Regions from separate parts of the Mus musculus genome. Here region 2 is linked to region 1. Evidence: chromatin contacts called from public Hi-C data. All regions are on one chromosome and are shown on one strand. The core of a region is the stretch at or near the end of the contact, and the rest is flanking DNA. Distances in the headings are between cores, read along the strand shown.

Region 1 (4,760 bases), core at 873-3,372:
GATAAACCTAGCCGTGTCACTTCAAATTTGGGAGATTTTTCGTATTTGGGGGAGGAATGTGTTGGCAGAGCTGGAATTTTAGGCTGTAAAAGCTGAGGCATGTTGTGAGTACAGCTTAATGAGCCACTCTAGTGGGAGATCAGAAGGCAAGAGTGTTGAGAGAAATGTGAACCACAGAAGCCTGGTTCATAAGGTTTCAGTCAGGAGTAAGGATTTTATCAAGAAGTTGGATGGAGGTTAGTTCATAATTTTGACAAGAATTGGGCTGCTCTCTGCCTGTCCAGGGAGACTGAATGAATTTGAACTTGAAAACAATGTACTGGTTTGAGTGGCAGAGAAAACTTCAGGGTCAGAAAATGTCCAGGTTGGTTCTTCAGGTGCTGAAGGAGGTGAGCAGCTAGCTCTGTAGAGGAACCTCCTGCACATCACTGGAGCAATACAAAAATATTCCCACGGGGTTTGCACGCTTAAGCAGATACAACTGTGAGATTCAGTGGGGCTGGGCTATGTCTCAAGCAGGAAGCAGAATGTGTCAATGTTATAAACATTGAGCTGGCTCGTTTTGTGTCAACTTGACACAAGCTAGTCATTTGGAAAGAGGGACATTAAATTGAGAACATGCCTCCTTAAGAGAAGTCTGTAGACAAGTCTGTTGTGCATTTTTCTTAATTAGTGATTGATGTGGGAGGGCCCAGCTCCCACGTGGGTGGTGCCTTTCCTGGGCTGGTGGTCCTGGGAGCTATAAGAAAGCACACTGAGCAAGCCAAGGGAAAGCAAGCCGGTAAGCAGCATTCCTCTGTGTCTTCTACTTCCATTCCTCCATCCTGCCGTGCGTTCCTCTCTAACTTCCATTGATGAATGACTGTGATGAGGAAACATAAGCTTGCACACAGCAAGACAAAGCTAAGATAAGCACTGTCCGTGTGGTACCGATTTTGAAGTCATGAGAGATGTAATATTGAGGAAATCATGCAGGGCATCTAAGACCAGGCACTGTGTGGCAGGGTTAGGTCCTTATATAGAGAGCCGGAGAGGTCTAGTGACTGAAGCTGAGATGAGTCAGTTGCAGTCATAACTGCAGCATATTGGAGATGCCCGGGCCATCAGACATTGACTCTGCAGAGATGAGGATCTGGAATGGAGCTGGCCTAAGCCTAAGAGAGAAGAATCTCTGTGTACTTCAGACAAGGCTGAAAGAATAGCACTGCCTGAAGCCTTTGGAGCCCAGAAGATGATACTCTGCAGCCCAGGTCCAGACACAGAACTTCAGGATTTAGCATTTGCTATGAGGGATTTTGTTTCTGTTTTGGTATTATTGTATTATGCCCCTAACTCTTTTGGAAAATGTATATTTACTTTGCACCATTGTAAGTTAGAAGTATATAACTTATTTTAGATTTTTATAGGCACTTAACAATTAAGAGACTTTGGACTTTTAAAATATCTGGATTTTAAAACACTATGGGGGATTATAAGTAAACTAAATTTTACATTATGAGAAAAACTTCATACACTTGGGGCCAAGGGTTACGGCTCAGACTAATGAGTTTAGTTGAAAAGGAATAGTAATTGTTTCTCCCCCGCCCTGCTTTGTTTTGTTTTGTTTTATTGAGACAGAGTCTCTCTGTGTAGCACTGGCTGTCCTGGAATTTGCTCTGTAGGCCAGGTTGGCCTCGAACTCAGAGATCTGCTTGCCTCTGCCTCCTGAGTCCTGAGATTAAAGGTGCACACCACCCTACCACTGCTAGGCTGTTAATTTAATTATTTATACAATCTAGAGTCATCTAGGAAGAAAGTCTTTATGAAGGATTGTCTGGATTAGGATGGCCTGTGGACATGTCTATAGCAAGTTGTCTTGATTACATTAGTTAATGTTAGAAGACCCAGACTAAAGGTGGGCAGCTCCATTCCCTAGGCTTGAGTTCTCAACCATATGAGCGGATCAAGCAAGCAGAGCAGTAAGCATGCATGCATTTATTTCTCTCTGTTCTTGGCTATAGATTTAATATGACTAGCTATTTTAAGTTCCTGTCACTTTGATTCCTCTGTTATGATGAACTGTAACTTGTAACTGTGGGCAGAAATAAGCCCTTCCTTCCCTAAATTTCTTCTTTTCAGGATATACAATCACAGTTGCAGAAATGAAACTAAGACAGGAGATTTAGGTGGAGCCGTGTCCCTTGGCTGAGTATGCTAACTCCGGGGAGGAAATTCTTTTCCAGGAGGGGACTGCCTTAGGTTGCAGAGTTCAGGCTGTCTTCCTTAAATTAATCTGCATTTCCACGATTTGGTTGGTGCCTTCGGTGGGCGGGGCGTTGTCCTTGGATGCTTTCTCTCCTGTTCACTACAGTGCAGATGTGCATTAACAATTACCACCTTCTGTTTTAGCATGCACCTTGGCTACACCTTCAGAGTTGCTCAAGCTTTTTTCCTTAAAAATCAAACTTAAAAAAAGCTCCCTGCCCTACCCATTGTTCTTTGTCAACATAGACCTGGATGAGAAATAGTAACCATGTCAAAGATGGAATGTTACTCTGAATTTCTTTCACTAGGCACAAGAGTCCATTATCTTTTAAAAAGATATTTATTTTTAGATTTATGTGTATGAGTAAATTTCCCGAATGAACATGTGATCACCCTGTACTCATGTGAATATTGTACTTATATCTCTTCCTCCCTTCATCTCCTCCCTCCGAGTCTTCTCAAGTCTCCCTCCATTCGATTTAAAATCTATGGCCTCTTTTGCTTTCACCATGACACACGCACACACACACACATGCACGCACATACACACACAAATACAACCTACTGAGATCATTTAGTGTGCTTGCGTGTATGTGACTTTCGGGCTGGCCACTTGAATTGTGTAGATATTGTCTTCAGTAATAGGGCCATACCTTCCATTTGTGGAGAGCACTTTTGGTTATGATGCATAGAGTAGCAGTGCACATGTTTGAGTAAGTGTCTCTGTAGTGGTATGGAGCATCATTTGTGTCTATGTCCAAGAGTGGTGTATATGGATCTTGAGGTAGATCTATTCCCAGCTTCCTGAAGAACCACCTTCCTGAGTCCCATAGTGGGTATACAAATTGGCACTCCCACCAGCAGTGGATGAGTGTCCCCCTTACTCACATCCTCACCAGAATGGGCTGCCATCTGTTTACTTAATGCCGGTCATTCTGTCTGGTATAAGATAAAATCTCAAAGTGCTTAACTTGCAATTGCCTGATGATTAAGGATGTTGAACATTTCTTTAAGTAGTTCTCAGCCATTTGTGTTTCCTCTCCTGGGAACTCTGTTTACATCTGTACCCCAGTTTTAATTGGGTTGCTTGTTTTCTTGAGGTCTAGGTTGTTGAATTCTTTATATGTGTTAGATATTAACCTGCTATTTGATGCTTAATTGGTTAAATACTTTTCTATTCTGTATCTTACCACTTTGTCCAAATATAGTATTCTTTTCTATAAGAAGCTTTTCAGAATCACTTGGTCGCATTTGTTAATTGTTGTTAGTGCCCTTGCTATCAGGGTCATTTTCTATGTCAATGAGTTCAAGACTCTTCCCCACTTTCTCTTCTGTCAGATGCAGTGTACCTGGTCTTCCGTTGAGGTCTTTGATCCATTTGGAGTTGAGTTTTCTGCAGGGTGATACATGAGGATCTATTTGCATTCTTCTATGTGCAGCCATTCAGTTTGACCAGCAACATTTGTTGAAGATGCTGTCTTTTTTCCAGTGTGTATTTCTGGCTTCTTTATAAAAATTAGGTGTCTGTAGGTGTGTGGACTTACGTCTGCGTCTTCAACTCAATTCTACTGATTGACTTTTTTGGTTTTGGTGTCAATATTATGCTGTTTTTTTGTAACTATAGTTTTTCTTACATAAGTTTTATTGCTGTGGTACAATTTGAGATCAGGGATGGTGCTACTTGCAGAAGTTATTTTATTACTTAAAATTGTTTTAGAAATTCTGAGTGTGTGTGTGTATTTTCATGTGAAGCTGAAATTGTCCTTTACTGTAGATTACTTTTGGTAGGATGGCCATTTTACTACATTAATCCTACTGATCCATGTGCATGGGAGATATTTTCATCTTCTTAAGTCTTTGGTTTCTTTCTTGAGTGTCTTAAAGTTTTTATCATAGAAGTCGTTCACCTGCAAAGATACTCTGACTTCTTTTTTTCCTCTTTGTATGCCTCTTGATCTCATTCTGTTGTCTTATTGCTCTAGTAAGATTTCTAGTATTGAATAAGGATGGGGAGAGTGGAAGCCCTTGTCTTGTTCCTGATATTAGTGAAAATGCTTTGAGTTTGTCTCCATTTAGGTTGAGGTTGGCTTGATGTAAATGTACCTCTGCTATTTTCAGGTATGTTTGTAGTATCCCTTAGTCTCCCCTGGTCTTTTATCATGAAGGAGCATTGGATTTTGTCAAAGGCCTTTTGTGTATTTAATGAATGATTATGTGGCTTTTGCCTTTCTCTCTGATGATATTTATTGGTTTATATATATTGAACCACTTCTGAATCTCATGAACAAAGCCTACTTGCTCATGATGACCTTTTTTGGTGACCTTTTATTCTTGAATTCAGTTTTCAAGTATTTTCTTGAGAATTTTTGCATCTATATTCATAAGAGATACTGGTTTGTAGTTCTCTTCCTCTATCTTTATGTGGTTTGTGTATCAAGGTAAATGTGGTCTTATAAAAAGAAATGGGCCATGTTTCTGTTCTTTGGAATAATTTGAGGAGTATTGGTGTTATTTAT
Region 2 (4,760 bases), core at 806-3,305, 210 kb after region 1:
CATTTTGCTGTTGCCAAAGTTCTCACAATCCCCACAACCAGTTACATGATCCTGTATGAAACTGTGGTGCAAACTCTATGCACTAAATACAAATAAACATGTCCACTTACAATACACACAAAAATTAGCTATAATGATATTATAGATATCTAGAGACAAGCTAAGAATATCCTCACCATCTTTGCAGTATACAAAGTTTATGAATGGGGTTGTAAAAATCCCTAGACATAAATGGAAGGACTGGGTGATGGTTTGTAGATGCTCAGGCCAGGGAGTGGCACTATTAGAAGGTGTGGCTTTGTTGGAGTAAGTGTGTCACTGTGGGTGTGGTGTTTAAGACTCTCATCCTTGCTGCTTGGAAGCCAGTCTTCTCCTAGCAGCCTTCAGATGAAGATGTAGAGCTCTCAACTCCTCCTGCACCACACCTGCCTGAATGCTGCCATGTTCCCACCTTGATGATAATGGACTGAACCTCTGAACCTGTAAGCCAGTCCCAATTAAACATTGTCCTTGTAAGAGTTGCCTTGGTCATGGTGTCTGTTTACAGCAGCAAAACCCTAAAACAGACTGATAAATTCTTCTATGTCAAATCTGAAATAATAATTCATAAGAAGGCAATAGCAATGACCAAGAAGAGAAGCCAGAGTAAGAAAAGATGTTTCACAAATGTGCTCAAAAAAACTTATCTTCCGAATAGAAAGAAGTACAAAACAAGATGAGAAAGGTGAGAGATTTGAACAAACACTTCACATTTTAAGAAAAGTTACCTAAGATACCATTTAAAACATGAAAAAAGTCTGCTAGGCATAGTGGTACACACCTTTAGTCCCAGCGCTTAGGAAACAAAAACAGGCAAATCTCTGTGAGTTCAAGGTTATCCTAGTCTACAGCATGAACTCCAAGTCATCCAGAGATATATAGTAATAATACCTTCTCTTTTAAAAATTAATAAACCATATAATATGAAAAGTTAGAATCTCATAATTCATTGAAATGAATAAAAAAATGTGCAAGGTGAGCACATTTCTGCTGGGGGTGGGGGCAATGAGCTCCCCTATGCTGCCTGGTGGGTTCCCATTGACTTGGTCATATCAGAAAGTCATTCAACAACACTGTCTGAACTGAACACAGTATTGCATGCTCTATAACCAGGAATCCCACCCTCAAGTGTATGCCCAGTAGAAATGTGTGCACGTATCTACAGGAGACACTCAGAATATTCACAGCCACCCCTTCTGTCTCAGCTTCCTTTTGAAATTCTCCTCCTGAGCTGTGACAGATTAATCTCCTTATCCCTGTATGTTTTCCTCAGGGCGCAGTGATATTGATGTGACATAAATACCAGAGGCATTGATAAATATGAAATTAAATATCTCTTTGGGAAGATCCAGGTCTGAGTCTAGAAAGAAACTATGGGAAAAGTTGTCTGTAAGAAAAAAAACCTATCATTTTTCATTACAGGGAATTTTGTTGACACAATGTCAGAATAGAAACTCAACTTTAAAAAATTAGATTTAAATTTAAAAGCAATCCATTCACACAGTAATTTAAAGGGGGAAACAGCAGAGAAAGACAAAATGAAATGCCTATTTCCCCCTTAATTTCTCAAACACAACTGTTGATTTTGTGCATTCTCTAGGAGAAAATGGTACCCTTAGAGTTGTTCATATACACATACATTTCATTTCTTACCTCTGCTCCATAAAGGATGCTCTGCAAATTCCAATCCACATCTCACTTTCTCTCTCCCAGCAGCTGAGATGGCATTGCCCTTTTACGTATGTGTAGCCTCACCTTACCATTAATGGTGTTACCGTAACAATCCCACAGCCATGATCACGTCTGATGCTTACATGCTCAGACAGTGCTGAATGTCAGCCATTTTTTATAGAACCATCTTCTCATAATCTCCTTAAGGTACTTTCCCCAGCAGCCAAAATGTGGTGTTGAAAGCATGTGATTATTAAACCCCAAAGTTTTCACTTTGTCTGTAGGGCAGGAAACTAATTAACAATTAAATGCGGCTACTTCTACTTCCTTTTTCTGATTCAAGTTACACTCAACTGTTTTAGAAGAGCAGTTCCCCAGATTTCTCCTTGGAGCTGTGAGTGACTACCATTGCGAGCAAGAGCAAGAGGAAAGCACTACCTGTGAGCAGATGTCTGGTTCATTCTCACCCTGTGTGGTGTTCACACAGATGTGGCTGACTCTACTGGTTGTGAGTGAGTAGATGGCTCAATATGGGGATAGAGTGGGTCGGACAGCATCTCTCTCCACTACAGGCCTGGTACTCTCTTAAGTTTTAGCTCCTCAGTTTCCCCGTGTGAGGCTGTGTTCCCCGACTTTACTGTACAGCTTAGAATTTCCTCTCCTGAGCCCAAAGAAAGTAGTCACAGGTTGAAAAAAAAATCCTTCAATGGACAGAGGAAGAAACGGTAGCAATGGCACTAGAGTTTCGCTTGCTTTCTTTTCTTTAACAAATACTTTATGAAGCACAGAAAGTAAATCACACTTGCTTGTTCAAACTCTTTTATTCAAATGAGAACTATATTTTAATCCCGTGTAGACAGGCTAGACCCTGGTCTTGTGCCTAAGATGATAGCTCCTTCTGCACATTAGCAAGAGCCATGAGCAGGACTGGGCGCCTTAAGTACAAGAGGGGAAATCAGGAAGGAGAGGTACCTACAGCAGTGGCTATGTCACTGCCCATGGATATGCATGCATTTCTGTCAGTTCATGCCTACAAAGGGTTTGCTTCTTACTAAATTTTAAATGGAATTAAATGTGGGTTCATCTATTTTAAAAAAGTTCTTAGGCCGGGCAGTGGTGGCGCATGCCTTTAATCCTAGCACTTGGGAGGCAGAGGCAGGAGGATTTCTGAGTTCGAGGCCAGCCTGGTCTACAGAGTGAGTTCCAGCACAGCCAGGGCTATACAGAGAAACCCTGTCTTGAAAAACCAAAAAACAAAAACCAACCAACCAAACAAACAAACAAACAAAAGGTTCTTAGCGCCATCTATGCACAGCATTGTATGCAATGCTGAGGACGGAGGGTTGTTTTGTGCCCACAAGGGAAAACACCAAAAAAAAAAAAAAAAAGCTCTCAGCAAAGCCAGTGCACAAGAAACAGCTGGGAAACACAATTCTAGTAAAATAAAATCCCAGTGGATGGCACAGACAGATAACCATAACCATCTACATACCAGTCAGGTGATCAGACTAAGCAACAGATAGGGCAAGGCCCATCAGAAACAGAAGCATATCCAAACTTAAGAAGTACTTAAGAAGGCAGGGGAAAGGAGGGAAGAAGAAGGGAGGGGAGGACAGGACAGGACAGGAAGGTGTTCATACAGTGTGCTGTGAGCTAAGGTTAGAGTTTGGATTCAAATCTGTGTTGTCACCTACTAGCCACTTAACAAGCTTTCTTCTTTCTTTTCTTCCTTCCTTCCTTCCTTCCTTCCTTCCTTCCTTCCTTCCTTTTTTCTTTATTGAAAATAGATTTTTTTCTTACATAATACATCCTGATTATTTCCCTCCCTCTACTCTTCCCACTTTCTCCCCACCTCCCCTACCATGTGAATCCACTCTCTTTCTGACTCTCATTAGATAACAACGGGCTTCTAAGAGATAAGAACAAAAAATATAATAAGTAAGATAATACAAAAACTATCACATCCAAGTTGAACAAAACAAACCAACAGAAAAAAAGGAGTCTAAGAGCAGGCACAAGAATCAGCCCCACTCGTTCTCATGCTTAGGGCTCCCATTAAAAGCACAAACCTGGAAGCCATAATATATGCTCAGAGGACCTGGTGCAGATCCATGCAGGCCCTGCGCACGCTGCATCAGTCTCTGTGAGTCCTGGTAACCTCTGCTTATGTTGATTTAGAGGGCCTTATTTCCCGGTGTCCTCCGTCCCTACTGGTTCCCTTTCCTGAGCTCTGAGGGGAGAGAGAGAGACTCTCTCTCTCTCTCTCTCTCTCTCTCTCTCTCTCTCTCTCTTCCCCCCCCCCAATAATGTCAGGTCCTCTGGTTTCGTTCCCATCTACTGCAGGAGGAAACTTCTCTGATGATGGCTGAACAATGATCTACAAGTGCAGCAGCACATCATTAGCAGACACTCACTACATTTCTATCTTGTTTTTTAACACTAGTAATACTTGGTGCTTTCATTGAGACCTCCTCCATATATGTATATATTTTAGGAAGTTTCTACTGCATTAATTTTCCATACTAACCCTCAAATACTCCTTAACTTTAGCTGTCTCTCCCTGAGTTCCCTCACTCAGTTCCCTCCCCTCCCTCCCCATGAGATCCTCCCATCCCAGCCTCTCTCCATCCATCCGTAATTATATATTCTGTTTCCCTTTTCTAATGAGATCTATCTGTTCCCTCTAGTCTCTCATCCTCTATACCTACCTTCTGTGGTTCTAGGGATTGTAACTTGGTTATCATTAACTTAACAACTAATATTCACATATTAGTGACTACATACCATATCTGTCTTTCTGGGTCTGAGTTACCTCACTCAGAATGATCTTTTCTAGTTCCATCCATTTGACTGCAAATCATAATGTAGGGTTTTTTTTGTTTTGGTTTGGTTTGGTTTGGTTTTTGTTTTTTGTTTTTAATGGCTGAGTTATACTCCATTGTGTAAATGTACCACATTTTCTTAATTCATTCTTCTGTCTGTTGAGAGACATCTGGGTAGTTTTCTGACTATTATGATAAGAGCAGCAGTGGACATAGTTGAGTCTTTGT

Evidence for each region. Hi-C and Micro-C count contacts between places; a contact is called where the count stands out from the background.
Region 2: a Hi-C map of bone marrow-derived macrophages shows a contact between it and region 1, with 18 read pairs. The contact joins the promoter of Fcrl5 here to the enhancer-like site in region 1. A contact is called at or near these places in 9 of 39 promoter capture datasets (the 3T3-L1 cell line, embryonic stem cells, epiblast stem cells and 4 more), 2 of 484 Hi-C or Micro-C datasets (the HPC-5 cell line and bone marrow-derived macrophages) and 3 of 9 other capture datasets (adipose tissue, embryonic stem cells and macrophages).

Annotation. Positions count from the first base shown.
Region 1 is chr3:87,224,914-87,229,673 of GRCm38.p6, forward strand. No RefSeq gene overlaps it. Among named protein-coding and RNA genes, the nearest start is that of Fcrls, 36 kb to the right of the region's middle. Within about 2 kb of position 2,123, at least 1 of the 459 cell types and tissues checked has an H3K27ac peak or open chromatin away from gene starts, as enhancers often do. A contact at or near this core is called in bone marrow-derived macrophages, where this site is marked.
Region 2 is chr3:87,433,727-87,438,486 of GRCm38.p6, forward strand. It overlaps Fcrl5 (Fc receptor-like 5), which reads left to right and starts at 2,056. Exons shown (of 13, transcript NM_183222.3): 1 at 2,056-2,222. The coding sequence starts at 2,159.